Regions from separate parts of the Zea mays genome. Here region 1 is linked to region 2. A link is a contact called in public Hi-C data. All regions are on one chromosome and are shown on one strand. Each heading gives the region's core, a stretch centred on a gene start, on an enhancer-like site or on the middle of the called end of the contact. The rest is flanking DNA. Distances are from core to core; before and after follow the strand shown. Region 1 holds the start of LOC100285588 (ATP binding protein). Region 2 holds the start of LOC103635621 (amidophosphoribosyltransferase, chloroplastic-like).

Region 1 (2,811 bases), core at 103-2,602, 320 kb after region 2:
CCAAAACTGAAATTAGAACATTTTTTATTAGCATGACATGTTCCTATCATTTGATTTCAATTTTCACATATGCCTGGATGGGCAGACCGCAGACCTGGTGTTAGAGGCTACCACATGAGTTGGGCCTCAAGAAGGAATAAACCGAGGCAAGTCTTCCCACCACAAATGTGGAGATGCTGCTAGGAACCCATGACCTAGTGAGCTCTCGCCACTGCACCAGGCCTATCCTTCCTCACATATGCTTGGTTACTTACAAAATAAATAAACTAGAGACCCTCTATTTGCTACTTAAATATTTTACACTGTTAATTTCTTGCAGAAAGGATACCTTTCAGCATACAGTGTGTAAGTGTGCACAACATGATATTCAATATTTTGATTTGTACAACAAAGCATAGGTATAATGTATGCTGTAGCAACTAAAACTGTTATTATTAACCAAGGTGAAGCACAAAGGTAGGCACGTGTACTAATTGTGGAAACACGGCCATTTTAGGTGTTCTTTTAAGTAACTAACAAAAGGGTTGTGACCGAAATTATCTAACAAGTGTAGGCTTTCTCTGATGCAATATTATAACCAATATAACAGTGGCGCAGCGTAATGCCCACGCCCTGAAGCAAACGAAATCCTACTTGTAACACACAAACTAGCAAATGGCGAAACACAAGCAAGTGCACCTTGTCCCTGTAGAGCTGCTTGAGCTGCGCGACGCCCTCGAAGCCATTGTCCACGAGCTTCCTAAGGTTGCGCGGCCCCACACCAGGAATCCCCAGTAGCTCGACGCTCGTCCCCACCGCGGCGGCCGCATTCCCGCCCCTTATCCTCCTCTCCGATGGCACGCGGCTCCCGCCTCCCCTCCGACCCTCCTCCGCCTCCGCGTAGTCGTCCGAGCCACACCGCCTGGCGTCCTCGGCGGAGCAGAACAGCGCCCTCCGCGCCCCGGCCATGCCGCCAAAGCGCAGCCACGACGGGGACCGCGGGCCCGGGCGGAGCGCTGGGGAACCACCAAGCCGGAGCGCAAAGGGCATGGCAGCGGCGGCGTCAGTGACGGTGAGGGAGAGCCTGGGCATCGACGTCGGCGGCGGCGGAGGTTATCAATGTGGCTGGTCGCTAGGGTTTTTGGGTTGGGGGTTTTGGTCATCCCTTGTGAGCTGTGGGCTGTCCAGGTCCAGCTGTGTCATCGGGGAAGCAGGAGGGGAGCAGCCGAGGAAACTGGTGGCCACTCCGCCACTGGCCTAGGTGCGCGGGGATGGATGGCGAGTGCGCCCTCCCGTCCGTGACACGCAGGGCCGGGCCAAGCAATTGTTTGTGCGGGAACGGTGGGGCTTGTCGCCGTTTTGCGTTTTGCCGCTGAGAGGGATTTAGGAACGGTGGGCTTGCACGACAACTTGTTTCGGCATCCGATTTGAGCTTCTATACCTAGGTGGTATTGGGATGTGTAAATACTAAGGTGCTATTTGGTTCATATATTTATAACGTGAAAAATATATGATAACATTAAATTATATTTATTTAAGTTTCACCATAATCAGATATCACACTATAAACTGATACCGTCATATAAAAATTTGGCACCACTGGTAATCGAATCTCTACTAACTATTAAGAGCTCAACGTAGACTGCCCCCGCCCCCGCTCGCCCGACGTCCGGATTCCGCGCCACCGCAAACCATCCGCAAACCCCGCCAACCCGCCCTACCTCCGGATTCCGCGCCGCCGCAAACCGCCAGCCATCCCCGCTCGCCCGACCTCCGGATTCACCGCCAGCCAACCCTGCCCGCCAACCCCGCTCGCCCGACCTCCGGATTCCTAGCCGCGGAAGCAGCAGCAAGTGCGACCATGGTGGGTGGCGCCGGCGGGCGGGACCCGCTCGTCGCCTCCGAGATCCACGGCTTCCTCACCTGCGCAGGTCGCCCCGCCCCCGCACGAGGGCGGCCTTTTCTCCCTCCGTTTTTCTCTTCTTCTCCTTTGGTACTCCCCAACCCGCCCTACCTCCGGATTCCGCGCCGCCGCAAACCGCCAGCCATCCCCGCTCGCCCGACCTCCGGATTCACCGCCAGCCAACCCTGCCCGCCAACCCCGCTCGCCCGACCTCCGGATTCCTAGCCGCGGAAGCAACAGCAAGTGCGACCATGGTGGGTGGCGCCGGCGGGCGGGACCCGCTCGTCGCCTCCGAGATCCACGGCTTCCTCACCTGCGCAGGTCGCCCCGCCCCCGCACGAGGGCGGCCTTTTCTCCCTCCGTTTTTCTCTTCTTCTCCTTTGGTACTCCGATTCTGTTGCTCGTCTTGGTCCTGCATCTCTTCTTGATGTGGTTGGATTGAGCTCTGGAGTCTTAGGGCTGCTGTCGTCTGATGCCTGGAACTCGTAGGTTCTTCGAAGTTTCGCGGCTGCACACGCGTATTTGCTCATTTTCCTCCATATGAGCCTATGCGGTGTCCTGTTAGAAGTTGTTTGAGCTCTTTATGCAGTCGTGTTGCTTGATTGGATTGGAACAGTAGTGGTATTTCTGTACTTCTGTTGGAAACTGATCGAATGCACTGTGGGCGTTTGGCTGCTCAGTTTTCTTAGTTCACTTCACCTCGTCAACTGATTTTTTTCCAGCAGTTCCTTTCGCCAGATTTTTTCTGTGCTCGGTTTAAGCACTTATTAGCTTATACTTTATACTTGGTGTTTTTGTTGCTCTTGTTGTCCGTTGTTTAATGATCTGCCATGCTGAATCGGGTACGGGAAGGGCCTATAAAAGACAAGGGAGGAGAGACCGGTTCGGCTTTGCTTGTTGGAAGACAGAGCAAGAACAGAGGTACTGTT
Region 2 (2,700 bases), core at 28-2,527:
CGCGTGCGAACCCGAGCGCGGCGTAGAAGCCCGAGTCAGGCACCGGGATGACGACGTCGGCGCCCGGGGCAGGGGACTCCTCGGCCAGCGCCTGTCCGAAGGCGGTACGGCGCTCGTGAACGGCGTGCGAGAACACCACCGAGTTGGGCAGCGAGAAGTAGATGTGCTCGAACACGCAGGCGCGCCGGGGGCGGTGCGGGAGGAGGCAGGCCGAGGCGACCGACATGTCGCGGCGGTCGACCATGACCACCTCCCCGGGCTCCACCTCGCGCTCGTAGGTGGCGTCGATGAGGTCCAGCGCGCAGGTCTCCGACGCGAAGACGACAGCGCCGTTCCGGCGGCGGCCCATCACCAGCGGGCGGAACCCATGTGGGTCGCGCACGGCGAAGAGCTTGTCGGCCGTGAGGAACAGGAGCGAGTAGGACCCCGCGAGGCGCTCGCAGGCGTCGCAGACCCGGGCGAGCAGGGGCCGCGACAGCGACGTCGCGATGAGGTGGAGGATGACCTCCGTGTCCGAGGACGTGTTGAAGATGGACCCCCTGGCCTCGAGCTTGTTCCGTAGCGCCTGGTAGTTGACGAGGTTGCCGTTATGCGCCACGGCGACCTGCCCGAACCGGTACCCGGCCAGGAACGGCTGCACGTTGCGCAGCGAAGCGGCGGCGCCGGCCGTGGAGTAGCGCACGTGTCCGATGGCGGCGGGACCCGGGAGCGAGGCGAGCCGGGACGGGTCCCCGAACACGTCGGCCACGAGACCCAGCCCGGTAACGGACTTGAGCTTGCCGTCCCCGCCCACGGCGACGATCCCGGCCCCCTCCTCCCCGCGGTGCTGCAGCTTCTGCAGCCCCAGATAGCACAGCGACGACGCGTCCGGGTCGCCCACGACCCCGACTAAACCGCACTCCTCGCGCGGGTGGTCATCCGCGTCCTCATCCACGCCGTAAGAGAACGGGGTGACGCGGTCGGGCAGGAGCGCCCGGGCCGCCGCCTCACGCCGGCCGGAGCCACAGTGCAGCGAGAGAGGAAACGGACTCGCAGAGTACCTGAGCTGGTGCCGGTGATAGGTTGCGTGGTGGTGGAGGAGTCGGGACGTGCACGTGGCGGCGGCGGTGGTGGCGGCGGCGACAATTCCCATTTTTTTGATATGGACGGGATTGGTCGATTGGGGCGGGCGGCGGGGCGAGGCGAGGCGAGGGCACACGGGGTGATGAGCCTCTCCCGCTGCGCGTCAAGGGGCCAGATTTAAAAAGGTTTCCTTGGTGAGTGCCTGGCTGCCGCTGGATTAGGTCGGCACAATCGTATCTCCTATTCTCCTGCCGTCGCTGCGGTCAGCCGAATTTATAGTGCTGTGGACCCGACCAGCACCAGCAGGATGAGTTGACTCGATAATGCACAGTCAATACAGAGCCTATGGGCCACGGCCACGGCCCCAGGAAGTACGAGTATACGAAATTATGCATGGGCCGTGCTAAAACTCGACCCACGAAACTATACACAAGTACAAAGGCCCAGTTTTGCTGCAAGACGATGATGGCCTCGTTCGTTCCTACGGCTACAATCAGCCCACGCACCACCAGCAGTAGGCAGACAACGGCCACGCCACATCTGAATGCCTGCCTCCCAGCTACTTCTTTTCTTAAAAACACAGCATCACTGTTTTTTTTTCTTGTTTACGGAATAGTTATTTAGTCCCTTATATATCGTTCAAGTCTAATTTCATTCTTGAACTTTTAAAAATTGCTGTTTCAGTCCTCAAATTATATTTTTTAGGCTCCGTTTCATGTAGAATTAGCGAAGTAAACATTACAGTCCTCGAACTTTGCATTGCACTTTGGGTTCGATTTTGGCCTTAAACTATCAAGCACATTTTATTTCTATCCTTGAACTTCCCTAGTTCATGCATGAAATTAAGCTCAAAATATGAAGTTTGAAGACTGGAACGATCACTTTACTAGCTCTAGAATATATAACCTAACTTATTTTAAACTAAATATTAGTTCAAAATAAATTAAATTATGAATATATTATACTCTCAAACAGACAGATTCTTACACATAAATATCTTGAGTCGATTGCTTCCTCCTCTTTCCAACGAAAAGGTTCTTTCAAACCACCCTCGATTTTTCGCACTCGTCTCATTCACATCCCCCACACCACCACATCATCTTCTGTGAAACTGATTTTCTAAACTCCTCAATTTTTAAACCATTTGTTTTCCATACGTGTTTTGATGGCAGCTTTTGTTAATATGATATTATGTCAGCGCATCGGCTACAAGAGTAAATTGGACCGCGTCAATAGCTCAAGGGATAAACTGAACTATATTTTTTTTCCCGAAAATTGTCTATATGTTTTGAAAATATGCATTGAAAATCTTAAAGTTGTATTTAGTCATAGAAAATTTGATTTAGCTCAAAAGAATCTGAATCTAGTTTCATTGTTTTCCTAAAATAATTCTATATCTTATGGTGCCTAATTAATTTGGAATTGATTAAATCTTATATGAAGTTGTTTTGATGTTTATTTGCTAGTATATTATCTCGTTATTTATTATAATAAGGCTAAGTTGATGAGCAAGTTACTTTGATGAAAACACAAGTGCCATGTAGCCACATTAAACTTGATGGTGCTTAGTATGACCATCAATGTCACTTCATAATTTTCGTGTCACCTAGCGACCTCGTCTATCGTCTATCCGTACAA

Evidence for each region. Hi-C and Micro-C count contacts between places; a contact is called where the count stands out from the background.
Region 1: a contact with region 2 is called in a Hi-C map of bundle sheath, with 2.2 times the contacts expected there. The contact joins the promoter of LOC100285588 here to the promoter of LOC103635621 in region 2. A contact is called at or near these places in 5 of 25 Hi-C or Micro-C datasets (bundle sheath, ear, leaf and 2 more).

Annotation. Positions count from the first base shown.
Region 1 is chr8:103,757,002-103,759,812 of Zm-B73-REFERENCE-NAM-5.0, forward strand. LOC100285588 (ATP binding protein) reads right to left here and starts at 1,353. Exons shown (of 5, transcript NM_001158479.2): 1 at 679-1,353. The coding sequence starts at 1,071.
Region 2 is chr8:103,441,474-103,444,173 of Zm-B73-REFERENCE-NAM-5.0, forward strand. It overlaps LOC103635621 (amidophosphoribosyltransferase, chloroplastic-like), which reads right to left and starts at 1,278. Exons shown (of 1, transcript NM_001323269.1): 1 at 1-1,278. The coding sequence starts at 1,132.